Linked DNA regions of Mus musculus: all the other regions are linked to region 4. Evidence: chromatin contacts called from public Hi-C, HiChIP or PLAC-seq and promoter capture Hi-C data. All regions are on one chromosome and are shown on one strand. The core of a region is the stretch at or near the end of the contact, and the rest is flanking DNA. Distances in the headings are between cores, read along the strand shown. Region 1 holds the start of Dync1li1 (dynein cytoplasmic 1 light intermediate chain 1). Region 2 has its middle 15 kb from the start of Gm9888. Region 3 has its middle 42 kb from the start of Gadl1. Region 4 holds the start of Stt3b (STT3, subunit of the oligosaccharyltransferase complex, homolog B (S. cerevisiae)). Region 5 overlaps Gadl1 (glutamate decarboxylase-like 1). Region 6 has its middle 62 kb from the start of Gadl1. Region 7 holds the start of Cmtm6 (CKLF-like MARVEL transmembrane domain containing 6).

Region 1 (3,625 bases), core at 507-3,006, 620 kb after region 4:
GGGGGGAGGGGGTAATTCACTTGCTAAAGACATCCCAGGAATGCTTTCTCATTCACTCCGGTCCCTCACAGGATTCTCTGCGGCCTGGCTTTACAGTGAGCCATTTGGCTCTCCCACAGTTCCAGGAGGTAGGGACTGTTTCTCCATAACTCTCCTTTGAGAGATGAATGGACCGAGGTTTGTGGACAGTAGCAGACTTGCGTCAGATCCGCGTGGTTTGTACATGTTTGTACTCAGTCCTGGCTATCTGCACGTGGTGCTTTCAATCACAGGAAAAGACACAATGCTAAGCTTTCAACGAGCTTGACCACAGCTTCCCAAAGCACAGGCATGTGTTGTGTTGTGTTTTGTGTGTGTGTGTGTGTGTGTGTGCATGTAACTGGTGGTGGTGGGGTCATAGAGAATGAGTCATTTCTTCCTACCGACTCATTCATTGTCACCCGTGGAGAATCTCAGGTAACTAAAACTCTTCAAGCACAGTTTCTCAGCCTTTTGGCTAAAATCAAAGAGTCTGAAGTCTCGAAACACCCACTTCCAAGTTGTAAAATATTACTGTCACCCTATTATACACTCCAATATCCTGCATGTAAAAAGAAAAGGTGGGGGTTGGAATTCCTCCCAGAGCTGGAAAGACCTGCAAAACTGTTAAGTGGGATTGTTTATTGTCCCTGGGTCCTTTATCCTCACTTTGCAGCCAGTAGATTTAAAAAAAAAAAAAAAAAAAAACCTAAGAGAAAGGGGAGACATGTCTCCCTTATTCCAGCCATTCCGCTGAGGGCACTAAATGAGAACGCTGTTCTACTGCCCTTTACAAATTTCAGAGTTATTAGGTGACAGTTAAAAAGGCAACTGCAACCCGAGCACCCAGCACTGGGAGAACGGGAGAACGCTGATTCAAATAACACTCCTCACGACCCAGTCTCTGGCTCCTGTCAATTACACAAAAGAGTCTGCTATTAAATATTGATGGCATGCATTTGCGCTGGGGCTCTCACCAAGAGCCCTCATGCTACCAATCTCTGTCAAAAACTGTCCCCGTCTTTCTAGGTAGAATCCCAGACCACTGGGAGTGCCTCGGGTGTTATGTTCATTCTGTCTCTCCCAGAGGAGATGACAGAGCCACCCCACATCCCAGGGAGGAGAAAAGACCGGAGGGTCCAGGCCGGAAGGACCAGGGACCCCTTGTCCCCCCAGCTGTCAGCAGCAAGCCGGGAGGCGGGGCGCAGCCGGGCCCGAGTGTCCGCACAAAGGCAGTGGGCGAACGGATGTGACCGTGCACCCGGGCCACATCGGATATCACTTACCCAGCAGCAGCACGTTCTTCCCGGTCGGGAGCTTGGAGCGCGAGCGCGTGGAGACCTCGCTGAGGATGCAGGACCTAACAGGGAGCAAGGCGCAGGCTAAGTAAGGCCGGGCCCGACCGAGGACGAGAACCGCCGGGCCCAGCTCCCGGGAGGCCCCGCCCGTCTCCCAGCTCCCGCGGGGCTCGGGGATCCCAGAGGCGTCCGCCCTGGCGAGGAGATAACCCGCGGGGGACCGGAGAGGGGTGCGGTCCTTACCAAAGGTTCTGCCCGTCCTCATCGTCGCCCGCCGCGGGGCCGCCGCTGCCCGACGCTAGCTCGTTGGCTAGGGGTCCGCTGGCGTAGGTCGAGGCTAGCCCGGGTGGAGATGAACCGAACGAGCCGACTCGCCCCACGGCCGCCATCTTGGTCGGGAATCACACCACTCCTGACAGGGCTGGAAGAACGAAGCGGCGACTGCGGCGGCGGCGGCAGCAGCGGCGGACGGAACCCGGATATGGACGCTCCGGGCTCGGGAGCCGACCGCGCCTGCGGGGGCGGGGACCAAGCCTGAGGGCGGGGTCTGGGGAGGGGTTGTCCAAGGAGCAGGGCGCTGCTGCACATGCGCGGCAGCAGACCGGGTCGCGCATGCGCGGCCTGATTCTCTGCTTGGACTGTGGTAATGCTGGTTTTCCCTGTGTCTCCAAGCTGAAACGCCGCCCAAAGTGCACCACCCGTCATCCCGGTTGCCCGCCGGGCGTGCCGGGCATGTCAGTAAGCGAAGCAGCTTCCCACCTTTCAGTGGGGCGGTAACCTGGGACCGGCGTGGATATCCAGCGCTGCCCACCCTTCAGTTGGGCCAAGTGGGGTTCAACAGCCTTAACTACCCCGGTCCTGGATTTCTGCTCTTTCCTCCTTAAATTCTAAAAGGACGATGAGTACCTCAAGGTGGACCCACATCTGGAGCCGGTTCTTCCAGACTCTTTGCGACTGCGAGACATAAATGTTGGCAACACTTGGAAAATTAATGGTCTTGATGGATTTGTGTTTTGGTTTGTTTTCTGATGGGAATCTCACGTAGCCCAGGCTAGAGTCTTTACCGATCTGCTTGCCTGTGGGTCCTAAGTGCTGAGGCAGGTGAACCGGTGCACATCACTATGCCCACCTCTGGTCTGATGTCTGATGTTTCAGATTCCTGTGAGATCTGAAAAGACTCCCTACAGGAGTCGGCTCTCCGTTACCATGGTTAATACACAAGCACGGAGAACCTAAGCCAGACCCCAGATAATTCTCTACTAGAACTTGATTAGCTAAATATAATGGAAAATCTAAGGCCTGTTTCCAGAAAGAGTCGATGGCTTTAAGGCTGTCGTGCGCCCCATAAGAACAATTGCTGAAGATAGTCTGACTTTTGAACATTTTTTCCCCTTACTTTGAAGAGAGCTCGTTCACGTGACCCGAGTGATGATGCTACTATGCAAGCGAGAAAATCCACAACCCCGCGCTGCATTTGCTACAGGCACTGCATTTACTAGGGTTTGTCCACTCGCTAATCTCGAGTTCAGACCCTAGTAATGTGGGATAAAGGGAAGATTAAATGGGATGATTCACATAAAAGATTTATAACTGTGCCCAGAAAATCATAAGTGTTCAGCGCGTGGTAATTACTGTTTTTATTTTTAAATCTTCTGTCAAAGATATATTTATTACTTTATGTATACAGGTATTTTGCCTGGATGTATGTCTGTGCACCACATGAATGTCTATGCCCTGGTGCCAGTAGAGGCCCGAAGGGAGCATCAATTCCCTGGAACGTGGATTGGGTTGAGAGCTAGCATGTGGGTGCTGGGAATTGAATCTAAGTCCTCTGGAAAGGAGCAAGTGCTCTTCTATTTGTTTGTTTGTTTGTTTGTTTATATGAGTACACTGTCACTGTCTTCAGACACACCAGAAGAGAACATCATATCCCATTACAGATGGTTGTGAGCCACCATGTAGTTGCAGGGAATTGAACTCAGGACCTCTGGAAGAGCAGTTGGTTCTCTTAACTGCTGAGCCATCTCTCCAGCCCAAGCAAGTGCTCTTAATTGCTGAGCTATATCTGCAGTCCTGTTAATCTGTGTGTGTCTGTGTGTTGATGCATGTGTCTTTGTGTTTATGCATGTGTATGTGTATATTTATGCATGTGTGTGTCTGTATATCTGTGTGTGTGTCTGTGTGTTTATGTGTGTGTGTGTGTGTGTGTTCATTCTCAAGAAAACAATGTTGGGTGTCAGTCCCCACCTTCCCCCTTGTTTGAGGTGGGGTCTCTTGGAGTTGGTCCATTTGTGGTTTGTCACTTCGTG
Region 2 (3,583 bases), core at 195-2,694, 560 kb after region 4:
TATGCTGTAGCTGTCTTCAGACACACCAGAAGAGGGCATCAGATCTATATTGCAGATGGTTGTGAGCTACTTTGTGGTTGCTGGGAATTGAACTCAAGACCTCTGGAAGAGCAGTCAGTGCTCTTAACTGCTACACCATCTCTCCAGCCTGAAAAGATTTTTTTTTTTTTGCTATTAAAAAATAAATTTAATTCACTTAATAGAGTGCTCATCCAGCATGCAAAACATGCCCTCAGTGAAGAAGCCTGTGGTGGTCCGTTCATAATAACAAGGCAGAAGTGGAGACAGGAGGATCGGAATTCAACCAAGGGCAGGCCAGGATAGACCAACCTTTACTAAAAACAAAAAGGTAAGTGTTGTGTAACTCCTGCATTCTGGAGGCTGAGGCAGGAAGATGCTAAGTCTGAAGCTAGCATAGCTACACGTAGGGAGACCTTGTCTCAAAAAAAATAAAATAAATAAAAAAGTAAAAATGTAAAAATCATTTTAAGGTATCTTTTGTTGTTTTGGTTTTGGTCTTTTTGAAACAGGGTTTCTCTGTAGCCTTGGCTGTTTTGAAACTAGCTCTGTAGACCAGGCTAGCCTTAAATTCTGTGATCCACTTGCCTCTGCCTCCCAAGTGCTGGGATTAAACAAAACAAACAAGCAAAAAACCCAAAAATTTAAGCCACCACGATCCCAAAAAAGTGAGTTCCAGAACTAACACAGAGAGACTATATATATATATATATACATATATACATATACACATATGTATATATATGTGTATATATATATATTAATAATAGTTGAACATTTTTTTAAAAGTTTGTAAGAAACCGGTATGAAAGATGCTTCTAACCTTACAATGGCCTGGGTGACCAGCTCCAAGAGGCTTCCCCTCAGAAAATACTCACTACCTCCTGGGAAGGTGAGGACAGTCAGTAGGTTCCTAAGATTTTACTGTCTTCTTATGTATCTAGAAAAACTGCAAAAATAAAAAATATCCTCATGCGCGCGCACACACACACACACACACACACACACACACACAACCGATTGGCTACCACCTGAGGATGATCGCTGTCCGGATCAGTCAGGGTTCTCTAAACTGCGGCAGATCCTGCCTTCTGGGCGCTTCGCTTCGGAGGTGGCAGCTGGCCCAGGGCTGCCAGCTGCTCACTGATGCCAGCTGCCCCAGTGACCCAGAAAATTGGAAATCTGGGCCTTCTAGCTAAGCATCTCCCAATCTGGAAACGTTGCCAACGAAACCTAGAAACGAAGCTGAAACCAAACAAGCCCTGTCTGGGGGCACACCCGGCCGGCTCGCCCACTGGCAAGTGACCCCGCGCGTGTCCTGGCGGTAAAGCGGGGAAGTCCTGCTGAGGCCCGCAGGGCTGCCAGCTGTTTCCTCTGCGGCCTCGCCAGGCGGAAGCCTCCCTCCCCTGCCGCAGTTGTGCATGCCTGCAGCAGCCTCTCCTCCCAACCGCGCTCTACTTCCTAGTTGCAGAAACTCCACCCTTAGGTGGAGGCCACCGACTTGCGCCCACTCGTGCAGCGCGCGCCCCCTGGCGACCAGAGGAACGCACTGCCACTCCTGCCCGGCCAGAGCAGAGGCTGAGGTTCTGACGTAGAGCAGAGATGTGCACACTTCTGTGGACGCACAGATTAGTCATAGTCTTCCATTCAGGGCACACAATAACCACTGGCCCACGCCTGGCCGTCCCCTTCCTACCTTCAGATTAGCTTTCCCCTTAATTTCTCGAGAGAGATAGCTCTCTCTCAAGCACGCGCACACACACAGGATTTATTAGAGTGGCTTGCAGGGGACACAGGCTTGCCCAGATACTTTGGTTCTCGTAGATTGCAGATGTGGCCGAGTTGACAACCAAGATTAGCCATCACATGATGCTTATCGTCTCTTGCGCCCATCTTTCTCTTTCCACCATCACTTCCGGAACCACCGATCACCACACAGTTGCTTTTCTTATGTTAGTTCTACTCTAGAGCACATGAGTTCATATGTCAGCAGGGGACATCCCCGTGTAGCCTTGGTGGCTTTATTTGCCTGTCACCCTACTGGCCTCAAGCCACACCTTCTCTCCCACATCCTTAATTTATTTTAAAGATAGGGTCTCAGTGGAGATAAAGGCACAGTCCTTTAATCCCAACACTCGGGAGTCGGGAGACAGAGGAAGGTGGATCTCTGTGAGTGCAAGGCCAGCTTGGTCTACAAAGTGAGTTCCAGGACAGCCAGGAATATAGGGTCAAACTCTGTCTCAAAAAAGAAAAAAAATAGGGTCTTACTCTGTACCTATGTACCCCAGGCTGCCCTGGAACTCATAATGATCCTCCTGTCTCAGCCTCTCAGTCTGGGATTATAAGTGTACACCACTGTGTTGGGCATCTCCTTATTTTTAAAACATTTATTATTTTTATTTTATGTGTTTGAGTGTTTTGCTTGCATGCATGTGTGCAAACATGCACACATGGTACCTACAGAGGCCAGGTTAGGGTGTCAACTCCCCTAGAGCTGAAGTGACAGATAGTTGTGAGCCACCACGTAGGTTATATAACATGTCTGTTATTCCAACACTGGGAGGTGGAAGCAGAAAGATCAGAAGTTCCCTGCTGAGAGAGGCGGGAGGAAGAACAACAAAAAATACAAATACAAAATGTTGAGGACTGTATAAACATTTTATTTTATACACGAGTGCTCTATCTGCATGTACACCTGCATGCCAGAAGAGGGCATCAGATCCCATTATAGATGATTGTGAGCCACCTTGTGTGGTTGCTGGGAATTGAACTCAGGACCTCTGGAAGAGTAGACAATGCTCCTAACCATTGAGCCATCTCTCCAGCCCCCCACAAAAATTTGTTTAAAGGGCTGGTGAATATGTTCAGCAAAAAAAAGGCATTTGCTGAGTTGGATCCTGGGTCTCCCTCATGGTGGACAAAGAGCCCTGCCTCCCACAAGTCTGACTTCTAACAGGCACTGTAACATGCACATACACAGACATATAGGAACATTAAAAATAAGTTGGGGTGCCGGGCGGTGGTGGCGCACGCCTTTAATCCCAGCACTTGGGAGGCAGAGGCAGGCAGATTTCTGAGTTCGAAGCCAGCCTGGTCTACAAAGTGAATTCCAGGACAGCCAGGGCTATACAGGGAAACCCTGTCTCGAAAATAAATAAATAAATAAGTAAATAAGTAAATAAATAAATAAATAAATAAATAAGTTGGGGTAATGAGAATCCTTGCTGCCTTTTACAGCTGCCTTTATTTTAAAAAGTTTCTGTGATGCATATTACTTATAGAACTATAATTTAGCCTAAAAAAAAAAAAAAGACATCTCAGAGCGGTCAAGACTACAATTGTGTGTTCACACACGTTCATGTGTGCAGTACACATGTGTGAACATGCATAAGCACATGGGTGTGTAGACCAGAAGAAACCAGAGTTTCCTGGGAGCCAGATCTCATCAGCCTGGAGCTCACCAGGCAGGCCACACTGGCTGGTCAAAAACCCCAGGCAGCCACCTATCTCTGCCTCCCCATTGCAACATATGCAACCACACCTGGCTCTAGGTAGGTTCTGGGGT
Region 3 (3,426 bases), core at 873-3,372, 560 kb before region 4:
TACACTTCCTTGACTCTTGTCTGAGGCTGGCATAAATCCCTTCCTTGTTTCTTCCACACACTCACCCATCTGCAGGAAGAGAGTAAGTATGTCTGAAATCTGACTTCATGACTTGGGGAGGCATCAAAGAGCTTGCCTGATGGTTCACCTTCATCTGTCAGTTTGACTGGATGCAAAGTCACCACAGAAACACTCGCCTGGCCATGTCTATGAAGGAGTTTTCAGAAAGAGCTCACTGAGGAAAAAGCCGGACGCTGAGTGTGGGCAGCACCGCCCCAGAGAAGACTGAGATGGAGCTGAGCATAGAGAAAGTGAGTGGATCACGCGTGTCCATCTCTCTCTGCCTCCTAACCACAGACTCAGCGTGACCAGCTGCCTCAAGCTCCTGCGGCCAAGAAACCTGAGCCCTAATAAACCTTTCCTCCTTACATTTCTTTGTCCGGCATTTTGTCACTGCTGCAACAAGGGCTGCTAGCACTAATCTGGATGGGCCACAAGAAAAGAGAAGCAACCAGTACCATAACTCTCACAGGGGTGTTTTCCCCCCATTAAGTTGAAATAAAATTGAATCCCATTAGAAGGTGTCAGGTGACTATAACAGGGAAATAGTGAAAGAAAGTGTAGAATGAAGGGTATTTATTGGGTAGGATCAATTCTCCAAGACCCTGGAGAACTTCTGTCTGGGTCATCATGTATGTCTTCTACTAACCATGCACCGCCGCCCCCCCCCCCCCATAGGTGAAGTAAGGATAAACACCAGGTGGGAAAGGTCCCCATCAAGAGGTCTCAACTAAATTTGGAAATCAGAGCTGGTTTCAAAATTAAATGGTCTGTGCGCCATTCACTTCCATCTCTCAGAATGCTCCTTGACATGCACTTCCACAGCCCGTCTCTGTAATACCTCACTGCTTTGACAAGCATGTAATGTTAGAAGGAAATAACATTCCAGGGGAGTTGGGCTGCCTGGAGACTCATCAAACCCGCAGCCCTGACATCTGATGAAGTGAAGGTGGTCCTCTCTCCATGCAAAGGAGGGTCTGTCTAGATCTCATCCCCTAATCATGACTGGTGTCGCTTGAGAGAATAGATGGGAATGTGTAGCTTTGACTCTGGCCTTGTGTGATCTTTGCTTTGTGTGTCTGAAATATACATGTAATATTTCAGACTGGGCAACTCTCTAGACTGACTCATTGTCAGTGATTGGTCGTCTGCTAGTGACAGATCACTTCCTTTGATGTGACCATAAGCAAGACATTGCAGGAGGAATTTGCTTCCACCCTGGTCCTCAGCCATGACTGCCCAGAAACAAACCATGGTTTGCAAAATGACTACCAGGCTCCACCCTCGCCGTACACACCCTCTCTGCATTATTGCTCTGTGGCAGCTCTCTTTTAGGAGAGACTATTTGTTTGTGTGAAGGGTCCAAGCATGAGCCATCTCCTTTTCACATCTTTGGACCCTTATTTGAACCCAAACTGACATACTGAAGGACAGCAGACCATAAGAGCCAGACACTTGTCCTCATGATGAAGTAAGTAATTAAAAGACAAGCCAGCAGCATCAGAAAACACATCTCACCTTTGAGTCTTTGCTGGATGGAGGCCAGGCAGGACCGGAATCATCCAGCTATGCCTCACCTACATTATTCACTCCTGAAGCCATGAGTTAAGTAAATTATTATTTTTTAGAGCCACTAACTTAGGTGGGTAGTAGGGGGCACAATAGCTAACTGGCATACCATTTCTAGATCAATTCTATTATAGAAAGGAGTTCTGAAATCTCTCTCTCTCTCTCTCTCTCTCTCTCTCTCTCTCTCTCTCTCTCTCTCTCTCTCTCTCTGACACTACAAGAGACCAGGCAGTGTGCCAGATGAGTAATCAGAGGCTCAAGTTCTCTGGCTTTGGAGCTAAAATTGGATCCTCTAAAGAGAAAGGTCAGAACTCTCTAAAAACTAGGCCGTGTCTAGACACAAAGCATGAGGCATAAGTGCAGCAGCTAAATTGATAGCAGTGAGCATACCAGAGGGAGCACGGGGATCACAGGTGACAGACACAGGGAGATGATGAGAGGACTCAGCAGCTCCCTCCAGTGTGGGCCATGTGCACATGAGAACAGACACACTCAGTGCAGAGCCTTCTTGACAAGGCCTGGCACACAGAGGGGAGAGTCATGTTTGTGGATAGAATATGTGACCTGAGTCATGAATGTGCATGATGCCATATTTTTTCTTGCTGATGAATGGCCTTGCTCCTAGGGAGGAGATTTCTAGAAACTTAAAAAAAAAACCAGGAAACATAATGCATTTTATAAGTATTAAAAAATAATAACACTTTGTAAGGTGTAGATGCAAATATATACATACATAGTTGTTAATATTTAAAAGTGTGAATAATACTTTAAAGCATATTAAAATATGCAATCCTTGGGGCTAGAAGATGGCTCAATGGTTAAAGTACTGGCCGTACAAGCATAAGTGCTTATATTTGGGTCCCCAGAACCCACACAAAGCCCTATGCAATGATATGAATCTGTAATCGTCACACTCCTATGGCAAGATAGGAGACAGAGACAAGAGACTCCCAGGAGGCTGGTGGGCAGCTACCCTGCCATACACAGTGGGGAAGAACAAAGAGACCTCATCTCAAACAAGATAAAAGGCAAGGATTAACCTGAAGTTGTCCTCTGGGCTTCACACACACATCATAGCATGCATGTGCCTGCATTCACACGAACACAGACAGGCACACATATACACATGTGCACACATGTGCACACACATACACACACACACACACACACACACACATACCATATATACAAACTGAAAGCTATATATGCTAAAACAAATGTATATTTATTTAAATATACTTAAATAAAGTATATTAAATTACAATATCTATTACAGTTTTGTATATACTATTAAAATGAAAAAGTATCCACAAGTATGTTTTCAATTGCATACTATATGTTACTATAGGCTTTTTATGTCTTTACAGTGTATACTGTTTTATGTATATAAAATAGGTGCATGAATTATATTTGTATTTTAATATACTGTGCTTTCTTTAAGTCATCACTTTTGATCACATGGCAAAAATAATTTATTTGTCATGAATACCCCAAGATATAGATATTCATTGAAATTTATCTTTCTCCATAAAACACTAAATGAGGTCTGAAGGATTTCATATTTTACCCAGAACTTGCTGTACACAACCTATAGATCATTTTTTCGAAGGGGACAAGCTGTCCTTAAGTATTGCTACTATTAGGTACTGGGGAGATGGCCTAGCAGTTCAGAGCACTTGCTGCCATTGTAGAGGACCAGGTCCCATTCTCCACAGCCACATTTGTGGCTGTCAAACATCTGTGATTCTACCTCCATGAGAATCTATTGCCCCCTCCTGGTCTCCATGGGGACCTGCA
Region 4 (3,418 bases), core at 227-2,726:
TAAAATGAGAGTCGTCAGATAAATTCTGTTATTTTAGATTAATAGAACATTGGCTCATGAAACATGGGCAAAAATAAACGCTGCCATTTTAATGTGCACTTTTCTGAGAAAGGCCATGTCACCTCTTTGTTCTAAGGGATTGGTTAATATTCCACTATGAATCTCATTAAAATTTACATGTTTAATAAATGTTGGATATTAAAATGGTGGTGAGGAGGTCTATTTATGGAAGCTGTTCATTTTCCCTGATGAGAGTCTATTTATTTTTATAAGGAAACCGGCAAAGTTAATCACCAGGTTGGGAGTGGCTGAGCCTATTAGTTAGGTACATTTGTTCATTTACCTAACCTTTGACAATGAGCAACGGAACATAATTTTATTTTGCAAATTTACAGGACTTAATCTTTACACACATTTTAAAGATTCTGGTGTTCCCTAACAAGATGGACAGTTGTGAATGTACACGAGAAACCAGTGAAATATTAGCCGGCCCTTGTTTCTACATTAACCTCTGTACCTGCCAAGAGGGCTTCTAACACTGCAATGACCCTCCGGATCTTTAGTTCTGACTTTTGTCCTTTTGGGGATGGGCGGAGCTAGTTGTGGAGGAAGGAGAAGGTACAAGCAAACTGCCCCAGACAAGGAAAAGTTCCTACGTTTCAGTTGGCTAGAGTGAAAATTGGGCAATAGCTAATACAGTCCAGGAAAAGTTAATTTGGTGACGGAACGTAGGCAGGTGTAAATAATGAATTCTTGCAGTCAAAAGATTGAGCTGCAAAAAAAAAAAAAAAAAAAAAAAGTCCTGGAGAACACAGCAAAAAGAATGTGACATTTATGTGTGTGTCCGCCTGGCTACATCTTACTGCAGCTCGGACGACATCTGCCCACTCCAAGTTTTCAGAGCAGCAGGGCGGGGACAGAGAATGTAGCGACCCAGCCACTCACTCTGGCACGTTCAGCACAGCGGCTGGACCCACGCGCCTAGGGCCCCGCACCGCGCCTGCGCGCCCCGTCACGTGGCGGGCGCCCCGCGCTGAGCGGGTTAAAAGTCACGGCCGCCGAGCACCCGGCCAAGCCGTGCTCTCTGTTCCTTCGGTCGACTGGGACGTGGGACCTTCTGCTGCTCGAGTCGGAATCCGCGCGGGGAAGCGAGCCGAACCTCCTGGTGCCCTTCCCCAGGGCCCCGAACGGGCTCGCGCGCGAAACCGCGTCTTTCAACTGACAATGAAATCGTAGCCACGGCCGGCGGCGAATAGGCGGGAGGCCGCGAGGCGGAGGGGGTGGAGGGCCATTCAGCCGAAGCCCCGCCCAAGGCCCCGCTCGCGCTCCTATTGGCGCACGCCGCCATTCCGGCCCCGCCCCTTAACGGACCTGTCGCTCTGTGACAGGCGGAGGGGCCAGTTCCTGTTGGGCGAGGGGGCGGAGTCAAAGGTTGCCTGAGCTCCGCCCGGACTCCAGGGGGCTCCTCCCCTTTTGTGCTCCTCGCGGCTGGGCGGGCGGGGGAATGTCATTGCCGCTCCGAGCCGCCGCTCCTCTGGCGCCCTCGTCCCGTCGGCTCTCGCCGCCACCGCCGCCTCCTCAGCCGCACGGGGGACACGGATGGCTAGTGGGGCGCAGGGGCCTTTTGGGTTGAGACCGCGACGGTCGCGGCCACTGTTGAGGCGGAGACTTCGGATCGCTGCCGCCTCCACCACCCCCAGTGTCCCGGCCTCGCGGTGCTGAGGGCGGGAGCGCGCCCAGCTCTTCCTCCGCCTCCGCCTCCTCCTCCTCCTCGTTGTCGTCGCCGTCGCCCTCCTCCTCCTCCTCTGGGTCTCCGCCCAGCACCCCTCGCTCCAGGCGGCGGCGGTGGCCGCGGAGGACGAGCGAGACCCGCCGCCGGGGCACAACATGGCGGAGCCCTCGGCCCCGGAGAGCAAGCACAAGTCGTCCCTCAACTCGTCCCCGTGGAGCGGCCTCATGGCTCTGGGGAACAGCCGCCACGGGCACCATGGGCCCGGAACCCAGAGCGCGTCCAGGGCGGCGGCGCCGAAGCCGGGGCCCCCCGCGGGGCTGTCCGGGGGCTTGTCGCAGCCGGCCGGGTGGCAGTCGTTGCTCTCCTTCACCATCCTCTTCCTGGCCTGGCTGGCCGGCTTCAGCTCGCGCCTCTTCGCCGTCATCCGCTTCGAGAGCATCATCCACGAGTTCGACCCGTGGTGAGTGTGCCCGCCCTTCCCCCGCAGGCAGCCCGCGGTCCCCGTTTGTCTGGAGCCCCTCGGATCCCACCCGGTCTCCCGCGGGCCGGGCCGGGCGCGCCCCCTGCCCGCTTGGCGAAGTTTGCCTGGGAGCGGAGCCTGGGTCCTCGGCCGCCGGGGTGGGCCGGCTCCGCGCGGCGCCTCTTCGCCGCCGCGCCCCGGCTTGCTCCGGGGGCCCCCTTCCCCACGCCCTCTCCGCCGCAGCTTTGCGCCTTGTTGCATTTTATTTCATTTCTCTCCTTCCTGCCATCGGAGCAGCCCCGGGATTGCCTTCTGGCTGCTGGTGGTGACTGGAACCCCTTGTCCGCTCAGCCTCGCAGTTTCATGCTTTCTTTCCGGGAGAGTGGAGTGTTAGAATGTAGGGGGGGAAAATATTATCCCGAAAGCGAGCGCAGTGGTAGCGCCTCGTGTTTTTCCAGCACCAGGTATTTTCCGGAGTGTCTCTTTCCCCCCTAAGGCCCTTAAGTGCTCTCAGCTCGCCACACTATTTGCACAGTTGTATTGCGTTGCTTTTTAGAGCGAGATCGTTTTTCTGTTAGCTGAACTCTCACCCTCGTTGTTGCTACAATATCCGACTGGGTTGCATGAGTTCTTTTATTGGTGTCTGCTGGAAGGTCTGTGGAGAAGAGAGCAAGCCGTACCACAGTGCTGAGAGTCTAGATTGTGGTGCCGAAGTTGCACGCTCTGCATGGCACTCACTGGTTTTAGGGACTTAACTTCGAACACTGAGTTACCTACACGGGAAGATTGCTTTTCACTTTCTTCCTCCTGGCCCAACCTGAGTTAAGTTTTTTGTTTTTTGTTTTTTGTTTTTTGTTTTTTTTTTCCCCCAGAGAGAGATTGAGAGCGAGCGCCAGCGCGCCTCTTTAAACTAGTTTATTCTTCAGGCTGCCCTATCAACCTTGAACTAATCTTACTTGTAATTAGACATAATTAAACGGTAGGGTATTTGTCTTACCATTTGAAATGCACAGAGAATCTTCTTAAGAGTTAGTACATATATAGGTTATAAATGAGTTTTTTGGGGGGGGCTTATGTGTTAAGTATCAGATTTAAGTTGTACTTTAAGAAAAATATTTATGCTGCAATATCTATTGAACACCAGAGGGGCCTACTCAAGGAAAACCTGTTTAGAGAAGCAGTGAGCTACAGTGATGGCCTGCTGTGAGGTGTTTTCGTCCTATTTT
Region 5 (3,175 bases), core at 348-2,847, 630 kb before region 4:
CTGTCTCTCCCCCCACCCCGTGTGTGTGTGTGTGTGTGTGTGTGTGTGTGTGTGTGTGTGTAAATCAGAGGAAACCCTTGAACGTGGTTCTCTAGTAGCCACCCACTTGTTATTTGAGGCAGGGTCTGTCACTGGCCTGGCGTTTACTAAGAGGCTCATCTGGCTAGCCAGTGGCACCAAGGAACTTCCTGTCTCTGCCTCTTTGAACTGAGATTACAATGTGTCCGCTTTACACTTGGGTTCTGAGGGCTGTACTTTGTTCTTCATACTCGTGAGGTAAGTACTTTCCCAACTGACCCATCTCCTCAGCCCAAGACTTGTTTCTGTTCAGCTGCTAATGTATAGCACAGCCCTGTGTCTCTTTTTTTTTTGCAGGAGTTAGTGGAGAGTTGCTTAACCAGGTCTCTCTGTTTGGTTGATAGGTGTACCTGGCATTCTCCCACAGCTTCACCTGGCAGAAACACCTCCTCAAACATGGCTTGGAGTCCTAGGGCTCTGACACTTCTCCTGGTTTGACTTTGCAAAAACAAGTCATTACAGTGAAACTCACGTCTCTAACCTCCGGTCACATGGTACTTACATGCTTGGATTCAGCGCCTCTGTTATAATCCGGGCCGCCAAGGAGTAGTAATCAAGGCCAGCATAGAGCTGGTTGAAAAATCTTGGATGGTCTGTAATAGGAAAACAAAGCCTTCACTTTCACAGTGACTGGGCCCCAATGGGTCGTTCACGCGTAGGTCAGCCCAGTGTGATTCCACATAAATCAGCATAGACATTTACAGAATAGAGGTAAGGATTTGCTACACCAAGGAAGGGCTTCTCAACTGAACAGGGCCACAAAGGGCCTCTCAGTTCTAGAAATGGTCTGAGCCTACTCTGTGCCAGGAGCTGAGCGAGTCCTATTTGTGTACCTTATTATATGTAAATACATGTCAATTTTTAAAGTACTTAGCATATATACAAGAAAAACTGTTAAAGTTCCTTTTCTATGTGCGGATTTGTGTACATGTTGATATATGTATTTATGTGTGTGTGTGCACAGGTCTATGTATGCACATGTGTGTGTATACATGTGTGTGCCCCTACAGGCCAGAGGTTGGTGGCAGATGTCTCTCTCAGTTTCTTTCCACCTTAGTTGAAAAGGGAGTGTGTCATTCCACCCTGAGCTTGCCCATTCACCTATACTGGCTGACCAGTGGGGTCCTGTGAGGTGACTGTCTCCCCATAGCTGAGTTTTTAGGTGCATGAAGCCTCACCTGGCCTTTAAGATGGGATCCAGGAAGGCAGAACTCCAGTTCTCATGGTTGTGTGGCCAGCAAGTCATCAGAGGATCCATAAGGCCCTGTGGTCTCCTCCTCCCACCCCATGAAGTGCTTAGGCATAACTCTTTCTCCACATCAACGTTTCTCAGTAAAACTGGAGAGACTGAGAGCTTTGCTTCACCTTCCGGTCTCTCCTGCTATCCACAGCCTCCTGAGCCCCTGAGAAATGGTCCCTAACACCCTTCCCCTAGTGTCACGGATTTCAAGTGTTCACCTATAGTGACAGTCAGGGAGTAGCCTTCCCGTTCCTCCTGCCGAGCAGCCTGACTGGCAAGAAGCAGATGGGGTAGCAGCTGTGACTCAGCACTCAGTTCAGACACTTCCGGATTCAACCTACTTCAAACTCCATCTTTAAAATCTTGTTTGTCACAGAGTAAGAGCCCCTTCCCCCCTCCCCCAACTCACTGCCCTCACTCCCATCTCTCTCCTTACTTAAAAGGTCTCATAAAAGTCCCCGGCTTTCCGAGTGTGAATCTTCACACCAAACCCAGGCTCACCCGCTTGACATTCTCAGACATAAGAAACACAGCATGATAAGAAGCACAAAGGCAGGGGGCCTTTCTAATTTGGGATGTGTGGGGGAAATGGGTTTGGTTATAGAATTTAATGTGGGTTTCCCACCCCCCACCGCCTCTTTCAACCATGGGTTCAATAAAGAAAACCCAAATCGAAGCAAATGCCTTTTCAATTAAAGCACAGAAAACTCCCTCTGATCTGGCAGAGACAACCAGACATCTCTACAAGTAATTTTAATAGGCTTTTTTAAAGTTCTGTGTTAATTTATGATTGATTTCCATGGTAACATTATGGAAAATACTCAGTAAACTGAAAACAATCTACTGCATTAAATGTCACTCCCGACTTCTGACAGGCACTGTAATAATGAAGGAGGTGCCTCTGCTTAGGAGATTCTGACTGGGTTTTAGATATATGCGCCAGGCTTTCCCAAGGGAACTTAATCCAATTATTTTTAGTCGGGATTTTATGGTGTTCTTTCCACTAAATTTAGTTCAGTGTCAGAATTCACAGAACATAATGCCTGTGTAGATTAAGACACTGGATTACCTTCTCAGGACTGGAAAGTGTGCATATTTCAGAAAACCAGCCCCACCTCCCGCTTTGAAACATCTTCCGTGGGTATTTGTCCTATGGTAGCAATCAAGCAGGTGGTACAGCACCACTGTTTACTGTTTACTGAAAGCCACAATAGTGATGGCATTCGTGTGAAAATCGCATCAAGACCTAACATTTACTGGTTTGGGTTTTTGTTTGTTTTTCATGAGTCTCAAATATCCAGATGGCCTTGAACTCACTATGTAGCAGAGGGTGACCTTGAACTCCTGATCTTCCTGCCTCCATCTCCTGAGTGCTGGGATTATAGGTACGAGCCACCATGCCTGGTTTATTTAGTGACAGGAATAGAACCCAAGGCTTTGTGCATATTAGGCAACCACTCAACCAACTGAGCTATATCTGCAGGCCTTCTATTTCTCTTATATCTACCTAAAGATTCTAATTTTTTATTTTGATTCTGACACATTTGACTAAGTGAGTTGGTAATTTGAAATTGCCAAGAGTAAACCAGTATCCTCTAAATAAATCTATTCCTGAACTTTTTCTTCCTTCCTTCCTTTCTTCACTTCTTCTTTCTCCTTCTCCTCTTCCTCCTCCTCCCCCATCTGCTTCCTCCTCCCTCCTCATCCTCCTCTTCCTCCTACTCCCCCCTCCTCCTCCTTCTCCTCCTTCCCCGCTCCCTCATCCTTTTGGCATACTCTGGGCCACGGACACATTTTTAAGTCCCATAACAGTCACATAATCAAAATAACATGACAGTTTACTAACTAATACAGAGG
Region 6 (3,356 bases), core at 7-2,506, 540 kb before region 4:
TATGGGTTCTCGCAATCAAACTCGGGTACCCACCGCACAAGCAAACGTTGTATAGACAGTCATCTCCCCAGCCCTTGTTAGCTTTTAAGTCAAGTCATGCAAAGTCACCAAACAATAGAAATATATGTAGCAGCAATTGTCCTTTTAGGTCTTTCTAATTCACAGGGCTCTTAAAGCAAGATGCCAAGATGCAGTCCTCTGCCTCCACCCCAGGAGGCTCTGTCAATGGGACTGAGTTTCCAGATCTTACGTGAGGGCTCAGACCAGTCTCATGAGGAAGCTGGTATTCCAAGTGAAAAAAACCTTCCCGTTTTAGGGAGATGGAAGAAGGAGGAGGAGGGGAAGGAGGAGGAAGAAGAGGCAAAGGAAGAGAAGAAGAGGAGAGGGAGAAGGAGGGGGAGGAGGAGGAGGGGGAGGGGGAGGGGGAGGGGGAGGAGGAGGAGGAGGAGGAGAAGGAGGGGGAGGAGGAGGAGGAGGAGGAGGAGGAGGAGGAGGAGGAGGAGGAGGAGGAGGAGGAGGAGGAAACGAAGAAACCTGAATTTTTTTTCTTTCCTTTTCTTCTAGTGAAAGAAAAATATTCAGACACTTTTCAGCTTGGTCAAGATTAATAACTCATAATCTGACGATATTGGCTTCTGTTGGAGTAGATATCAAGATTTATTGACCCATGGAGTAAATATTAACGGAGGTGAAACGTAGGTTAATAACAAACCTCGAGGGATAATACATCTTCATATTTGCTGAAGTAAAGAGCCAGCTCCTATATTGCTCATACATACATTCAAAAGCTCTTTAACCAAAAAGCCAGGAAGTCTCTCCGCTGTGACGGATTGTTTAAAGGTACCGCTGAGTCTCTCAGTTTGTATTAACCTTGTTTGGGGAAGGGGACGCAGGAAAAACAAAATGTGAATCTCCTCCCCTGAGCGTCACCAGCAGCCAATCAAATGTAGTTACTTATTTACATATGAGATTTGATTGGAAGATGCTGATCCTAATCAGCTGCCCCCTCTTCAGTCCCCTAATGTAGGCCAGGCCTCAGGCTGACATGCTAATCTCTCCCCACCTCATTCTCCATACACAAAAGTAAAATGTCCTCAGCCAGTAACTTCATACAGACTCAGATAAATCTGTTCACCGTCAACGAACTTCATAAAGTAATGTCTATTAAGGAAATTGGTTTTAAACATAAAGAAATACAGGGAATGAGGAGATGTCTCAGCGGGCGTAGTTTCTGCTGCCAGGCTTAAGGAGCTGAGTTCTGACCCTCAGCGTGAATGAGGGAGGGTGGGTGAAGGATTTAAGTGCCCAGGGTAAGTGATACCTGCCCGAGGAGTGTCATTTTTTAGGAACGCTAAGGGACCTTTAAGGTCAAATGGTTAAGAGAATGGGCTTAGGTCAGAACATGGTTCCCAGTACCCACATGGTGGCTCACTACTGACTACAATACTAGCTCCAGGGGCCCAGCACCCTCTTCTGGCACCCTCAGGTGTACACACACACACTCACACACACACACACACACACACACACACAATCTGTTATATGGCCAAATGACTTCAAACTTTGTGAATATCAGATGTAAGTAAATCATAAGTAACCTGAACCATGACCCTGTTGAGCCCATTAATGTTAACACTTAAGTTTGGTCACTAATTGTGTGTTTATGTGTACATATGTGTTCATGTGTACACAGGCACATGTATGTGTATAGGTGCATGTGCATCTGTGTGCCTATGCCTGTAGAGGCCAGGGGATGACCTTGACTGTCAGGATTCAGGTACATACATCTCTCTTTTCTTGTTGTTGTTGCTGCTGCTGTGAGACAGTTTCTCACTGACCTGAAGTTTGCCAGGTAATCTAGGCTGTCTGACAGGAATCTGCCTAGGTCCTTCCCAGTGCGTCATCACTAATAAGCTGGGATCTAGGGACTCGAACTCAGGTCTTCATGTCTGAGAGGTAGGTGTTGGCATTTCTTCTAGGCTCTGCCCCACAGTTACCTGACAACAGCCAGGTGTGCCTGGCTCCTGAAAAGGAGCTGCTTGCTCCCTCCTCATTCTCGTTCTTACCTTTTCCTCCCTCTTTCCATTCTCCATTCTCTCCCCATTCCCCTCCCCCCTCTCTCTCTCCAGGTGCTCATGGCCAGCCTCTACTCCTCTACTCTCTCTCTCTGCCTCTCTCTCTCTCTCTCTCTCTCTCTCTCTCTCTCTCTCTCTCTCTCTCTTTCTCCCTCTCTCTATTTCCCTGGTCTCTACTACCCCCTCAACTCTCCTCCCCATGTCCTAAATTAACTCTATTCTACCTCAGAGGAAAGGGATATCTCAGCATGGGCCCACTGAGGCACTCCCTTCCCCCACACCATATTGTGCCTCCACCAAACATATCCCTGGCTTCTTTTTGTTTTTTATAAAACACAACAGTAGGTACTTCACCAACTAAGCTATCTCCCTAGCCTAGTAGCCATTTGAAATATCAGGATACACTGCTCTTCTTCAAGAAATCATTGGGTGACACAGCCATACCAAACCCATATCCTCAGAGGTCCAAACTCAAGTCTTGCCAAATGCCAACTAGCAGCTGGCTACAGGAAGGACAGGCTCCTGTCTCTAATTTTTCCAATGTAAGAGCTCACCATGTGTCACAGTCCCTACCGCCCTCTGCCTGTCCACACTGGGGCTAAGTGTCAACAGCCAGGTGTTATCACATCCAGAGTGGGGCGTTTTCTATCCTATAATAAAAAAGAAAGAAGCATTTATCTTTATACCCATGTGTTTTTCAGAAGTGGAAAAATTCCCAAAGACTGAGCCAGCCGCCCGGCTTTGAAAGAAACGCATGTGCTAGACTGATTTTTTAAAGAACACGGTGAGAATCTGTGGTTTAATATACAAACAAGGTGCATTTGAAGTTGAAGAAGAGATACAGTCTACACCCATGAGGAAACAAAACATCAGAAGAATCCTGGCAGGAATGCACACGGCTCCATGTTCTGTCGAAGAAACCAATGCCACAGCAAGTTGCTTCTGCAGACGTGAAGTGTGTACTGGAAGCAGCGGTGCTGGGCTTTGCATGGGATTTGCATGGAGGTACACTTCTTACATCCATGACATCTTACATGTCGCTTGCCCAGGTAGATATCTGCATTTCTGAGCTAAGCATGCATACCATGATGTAGTTAGAGAAACTGAGGTCAGAGCAGAGTCAAGGATTGTTCTTCCTGCATGTCTGAGCACTCCACCCACCCCTAGACCGAGAGCTCACTTAAGAATGAAATTGAGCTTCAAGGTAATTCAGACCTGAAAATAAACCAAATAACCTTCCTTTGTTATTCAGTAATGAACCTAACCTCTTTTCAATAATCC
Region 7 (3,572 bases), core at 908-3,407, 580 kb after region 4:
CTAGGAGAAGTCTTGCCTACAGCCCTCAGCCTGGCCAAACAGACCTCATCTATAGCTTTCTTGGGACTTTCTTTAGTAACCCTGTAGTATATTTTTATTGTTAATAAGTAAGACTGTATTAAAACAGAAAAAGCAGGAACAAAACGGCAACTATAAAAATGAAAAAGTGGGCAGTGGTGGTAGTACTAGCCTTTAATCCTAGCACTTGGGAGGCAGAGGCAGGCAGAACTCTTGAGTTCAAAGCCGGCCTAGCCTACAGAGTGAGTTTCAAAACAGCCAGCCTGGGGTGGAGGTGGGGTGTATAGGGAGTAAAGTATTTAAAGAAAGCATGCTTTAGCATTACAAGTTCCCCATAACAAACGGATTTCACAGAGTGCTTTGCTCTATTCCCATGATGGCAAATACACACAGAGCAGCTAACGACCTTTTCAAGGCAAACTCATCTCTATGGTTCAACTGCAAAACACCAGCAAAACTTCGGGTTGTGTCCTATTCTGAAGACACAGAGCTAAGGCCTGCTGAACTATAATAATGAGAATTTTTTACTCCGGCTTTAGCATTTCTTATTAGAAAAAGAAATAAAAGCAACTAAAAATAAGAGATTTTGTTCTGCACACCCATGCAGAAGACCAATAGAGATGACTTCCTTGGAGCAAACAGAAATTTCTCTGTTCAAAAGGTTCCATTAGACACATGTGTTTACTGCAGAGAAGGGCAAAAGAGAAGCGCAAAAGAGACACAATCTGGAGCTGTTGCTATAGCACAGTAGGCAGAGCACTTGCCTCGCATGCACAAGGCCCTGGGTTCAATTCTCCGCACCACATAGACCGCACGGTGGAGCACACCTGTAATCCCAGCACTGTGGAGACAGCAGTATCAGGAGTTCAAAGGTCATCCTCTACATTAGTGAGTCTAAAGTTAACTGGACTACATGAGACTTGAGACCCTGTGAAAAAAGAGTGGAAGAGAAGGAATGGAAAGGAGAGGGGGAGGAAGAGAGGAACAAGGGGAGAGAGGGAGAAGGAAAAGAAGGAGGTGGAAGGGTGGGGGCAAAACCACACCCATCTGGGTTAAAGGAACAGGTTCTGCAAATGCGCAAAGACGGGGAACCCAGGTGCCTGCGGAACCTAAAGGTGTCCACTGCAGACATCTTAGGAGGATGTAGGGGGTTACACAAGACCAGATCTACTTATCACTTGTCTCTGAATGATTTCCTCTCATCCCCAAGCTGGCACCTAAAAGCAGCGCCAGTTTTCTAACTGCTGGCTTTCTACTTCAGGAAAGTAGGTCAACTGAGTTCCAAGAATGTAAGTTCTGATTATCGGCGTTTTGAGAATTTTAAATCTTCCCAAGAAAGGCAGTGGGCCACTTTTAGCATAAATGGCTCACAAAACTAAACAAAACCCATAAACATTCTAAACAATTTGGTTTTCCGAAAAGTGTCTTCTTGAAAAACCTTAATACCCATTGGCAGCTGAGACACAGCAGGAGTATCATAATTTAAATAGCAAAGATGACTACAGTTTCACGCCTAGGCGGAAATAAAGAGAAGCAGGTTCAGGTTCTCTCACCCGCACACATGAAGCAGAAAGATGCCCTTTCGACTCTCTCTGCCTTGATCAAACTCACTGTGCAAGTTAAACACATACACAAACTATCCGACATGTTATATTGCCCTAATGGGCCAGCACCCGGAAAACCGCAAAAGCCAGAAAAGATAAACAGAAAGCACTACGTTGTCTGAAACACAAGCATTCTGGGCGATAATGAAAGAATTCTAGCTGAGAGAAGGGAAAAAGGGTTTAAGAGGCTGAGGCCGGGCCACGGGTAGGCGGTGGACGGCAACGCCTCCTTCCCGGGTAGGAAGGGAAGGAACTGGGGTGTGGAAACGGCTGCTTCCCGAACGAGGAGGCCGAGCGAGCGGCAGCCTCGAGGCATCCACCCCAGCCCTCAGCCCACAGGTCCCGGCCGCCGCCGTAGGCTCACCAGCTGCAAGCCTTTGAGGATGCGCCGATGCCAAGGGAGCCTGCCCAGGACGAAGTAGGCGGCCAGGCCGCTGCGCGCACCCCTGCCAGTGCCCGGGGCCGCCTCGGTGGTGGGACTGTAGACCGCTCCGTTCTCCATCGCCCGCAAACACTCGCTCACCCAGCTAAACTCTCGGCCGAGCGGTAGGGGGCGTCACTTCCTGGGACTCCGCCCACGCTTCCGGTCAACTCCGCCCTCCTCACGCCTCGTCACGCCCCCTCGCTTGCTGAGCTCCAGCCCATAGAATTTCTCTCCCTTTGCCACGCCCCCATGGTTTGCCGCGCCTCTTGTTCGCCACACCCCTCTGCCTTTCCTGCTCTCTGGTTAACTCTCGACAGTTTCTTTCTTTTTTTGGGTTTTTATTTTATTTATTTATTTATTTTTGGTTTTTCGAGACAGGGTTTCTCCGTGTAGCCCTGGCTATCCTGGAACTCACTCTGTAGACCAGGCTGGCCTCGAACTCAGAAATCTGCCTGCCTCTGCCTCCCAAGTGCTGGGATTAAAGGCGTTGCGCCACCACTGCCCGGCTAACTCTTGACAGTTTCATGCTTTCGATGGACTTCAGCTTTTTTGTTTTTTGGATTTTTTAAATTACACTTTGATTAATCTATCTATTTTATCTATATTTTTAATCTATCTATCTATCGATCTATCTATCCATCCGTCCATCCACCTATCTAAGAAGGAGCGTTGTGCTGAGGTCAGAAAACTATTCTGAGTCATTTCTTCCTGAGAATTGAATTCATTTTCAGGCTTAGTAACTGGCGCCTTTACCTACTGAGCCACCTCTCCGCCCTGACTTGATCTGTGTCTTTTAGTTTCGTTTCGGTCTGATTTAAAAATAAAAGAAATAAAACCAAGGTTTCACGTGCCCAGACTAGCCTAGAACTATGTACATAGCCAGCACTAGTCTGCAACTAGTGACAATCCTCCTGCCTCTGTCTCTGAAGTGCTGAGATTACAGGCACGTGCTCCTCCTCCCCTCAGCCTGTTTTGTTTTTTTAAAACTGCCAGAGATCACATTGAGGTCCTTCTGTATGCTAACCGCCCTCCTCCCCCGCGCCCGTCCCCGTCTCCCCCCGCCCCGCCCCCCCGCCCCCCCCCCCGTTGAGCTGCACCCCTCCATGCTCCTCCCACAGAGATTTGACTTATTTCTCACGTCTCACTATCTTCCATCTTTCAGATAGTCATCTTCTCATGGGCGGGAGGGGTGCACCCGCGTATGAAGGTGCAGGCTCGCGCGGGTGCAAGTGTGGAGGTCAGAAGTCAACCTTGAGTATGTTCCTCAGGCACCATCTACCCTGTTTTAGGGCAGTGTGTCTCACTGAACCTAGCTTACTAGATAGGTGAGGCTAAAAGGCTAAGAAGACCCAGAGATCAGCGTCCCGCCTTGCCAGCTCCGCCGTTACAAGCACAGGCTACATTGGTCTTTTTATATGGGTTCTAGGAATCGAACTCACATCACCAATGGCAGCCAGCACTTTACCAGCTAAGCTGTCTTCCCTGTTCTTGTTTTTCAGTATCATTGGATGTTTACAGTACAACTG

What was found. Promoter capture Hi-C pulls out the DNA fragments that hold promoters and counts their contacts. A called contact is a pair of places that touch in the nucleus more often than the background predicts. HiChIP or PLAC-seq counts read pairs in DNA pulled down with a chosen protein or histone mark.
Region 1: a promoter capture Hi-C map of pre-B cells shows a contact between it and region 4, with 2.9 times the contacts expected there. The contact joins the promoter of Dync1li1 here to the promoter of Stt3b in region 4. A contact is called at or near these places in 2 of 39 promoter capture datasets (liver and pre-B cells), 3 of 484 Hi-C or Micro-C datasets (the G1E-ER4 cell line, embryonic stem cells and erythroblasts), 2 of 115 datasets of contacts at active chromatin or transcription factors (bone marrow-derived macrophages and large pre-B cells) and 1 of 9 other capture datasets (liver).
Region 2: a Hi-C map of the G1E-ER4 cell line shows a contact between it and region 4, with 4 times the contacts expected there. The contact joins the enhancer-like site here to the promoter of Stt3b in region 4. A contact is called at or near these places in 1 of 39 promoter capture datasets (pre-B cells), 5 of 484 Hi-C or Micro-C datasets (the G1E-ER4 cell line and peritoneal macrophages) and 9 of 115 datasets of contacts at active chromatin or transcription factors (astrocytes, bone marrow-derived dendritic cells, effector CD8 T cells and 6 more).
Region 3: a Hi-C map of muscle stem cells shows a contact between it and region 4, with 2.9 times the contacts expected there. The contact joins the enhancer-like site here to the promoter of Stt3b in region 4. A contact is called at or near these places in 5 of 39 promoter capture datasets (the C10 cell line, embryonic stem cells, hippocampal neurons and 2 more), 11 of 484 Hi-C or Micro-C datasets (adipose-derived mesenchymal stem cells, cerebellar granule neurons, cerebral cortex and 4 more), 15 of 115 datasets of contacts at active chromatin or transcription factors (acute myeloid leukemia, astrocytes, cardiomyocytes and 12 more) and 1 of 9 other capture datasets (embryonic stem cells).
Region 5: a contact with region 4 is called in an H3K4me3 HiChIP or PLAC-seq map of forebrain, with 5 times the contacts expected there. The contact joins the enhancer-like site here to the promoter of Stt3b in region 4. A contact is called at or near these places in 1 of 39 promoter capture datasets (hippocampal neurons), 2 of 484 Hi-C or Micro-C datasets (cerebral cortex and cortical neurons) and 6 of 115 datasets of contacts at active chromatin or transcription factors (SST interneurons, embryonic basal ganglia, embryonic forebrain and 3 more).
Region 6: an H3K4me3 HiChIP or PLAC-seq map of embryonic limb bud shows a contact between it and region 4, with 2.8 times the contacts expected there. The contact joins the enhancer-like site here to the promoter of Stt3b in region 4. A contact is called at or near these places in 3 of 39 promoter capture datasets (the C10 cell line, the HPC-7 cell line and hippocampal neurons), 4 of 484 Hi-C or Micro-C datasets (cerebellar granule neurons, cortical neurons, embryonic stem cells and 1 more), 10 of 115 datasets of contacts at active chromatin or transcription factors (acute myeloid leukemia, embryonic forebrain, embryonic hindbrain and 7 more) and 1 of 9 other capture datasets (embryonic stem cells).
Region 7: a contact with region 4 is called in a promoter capture Hi-C map of erythroid cells, with 17 times the contacts expected there. The contact joins the promoter of Cmtm6 here to the promoter of Stt3b in region 4. A contact is called at or near these places in 1 of 39 promoter capture datasets (erythroid cells), 1 of 484 Hi-C or Micro-C datasets (embryonic stem cells), 6 of 115 datasets of contacts at active chromatin or transcription factors (the NIH/3T3 cell line, bone marrow-derived dendritic cells, extraembryonic endoderm stem cells and 3 more) and 2 of 9 other capture datasets (adipose tissue and liver).

What each region holds. Positions count from the first base shown.
Region 1 is chr9:114,686,962-114,690,586 of GRCm38.p6, reverse strand. Dync1li1 (dynein cytoplasmic 1 light intermediate chain 1) reads right to left here and starts at 1,756. Exons shown (of 13, transcript NM_146229.2): 1 at 1,560-1,756; 2 at 1,305-1,378. The coding sequence starts at 1,705.
Region 2 is chr9:114,750,927-114,754,509 of GRCm38.p6, reverse strand. No RefSeq gene overlaps it. Among named protein-coding and RNA genes, the nearest start is that of Gm9888, 15 kb to the left of the region's middle. Within about 2 kb of position 1,444, at least 226 of the 459 cell types and tissues checked have an H3K27ac peak or open chromatin away from gene starts, as enhancers often do. A contact at or near this core is called in the G1E-ER4 cell line, astrocytes, embryonic basal ganglia and 4 more, where this site is marked.
Region 3 is chr9:115,866,032-115,869,457 of GRCm38.p6, reverse strand. No RefSeq gene overlaps it. Among named protein-coding and RNA genes, the nearest start is that of Gadl1, 42 kb to the left of the region's middle. Within about 2 kb of position 2,122, at least 15 of the 459 cell types and tissues checked have an H3K27ac peak or open chromatin away from gene starts, as enhancers often do. A contact at or near this core is called in adipose-derived mesenchymal stem cells and muscle stem cells, where this site is marked.
Region 4 is chr9:115,308,526-115,311,943 of GRCm38.p6, reverse strand. Stt3b (STT3, subunit of the oligosaccharyltransferase complex, homolog B (S. cerevisiae)) reads left to right here and starts at 1,476. Exons shown (of 16, transcript NM_024222.3): 1 at 1,476-2,192. The coding sequence starts at 1,888.
Region 5 is chr9:115,941,668-115,944,842 of GRCm38.p6, reverse strand. It overlaps Gadl1 (glutamate decarboxylase-like 1), which reads right to left. Exons shown (of 15, transcript NM_028638.1): 4 at 581-671. Among named protein-coding and RNA genes, the nearest start is that of Gadl1, 34 kb to the right of the region's middle. Within about 2 kb of position 1,597, at least 33 of the 459 cell types and tissues checked have an H3K27ac peak or open chromatin away from gene starts, as enhancers often do. A contact at or near this core is called in SST interneurons, cerebral cortex, cortical neurons and 3 more, where this site is marked.
Region 6 is chr9:115,845,466-115,848,821 of GRCm38.p6, reverse strand. No RefSeq gene overlaps it. Among named protein-coding and RNA genes, the nearest start is that of Gadl1, 62 kb to the left of the region's middle. Within about 2 kb of position 1,256, at least 29 of the 459 cell types and tissues checked have an H3K27ac peak or open chromatin away from gene starts, as enhancers often do. A contact at or near this core is called in embryonic limb bud, where this site is marked.
Region 7 is chr9:114,729,788-114,733,359 of GRCm38.p6, reverse strand. Cmtm6 (CKLF-like MARVEL transmembrane domain containing 6) reads right to left here and starts at 2,157. Exons shown (of 4, transcript NM_026036.3): 1 at 1,987-2,157. The coding sequence starts at 2,124.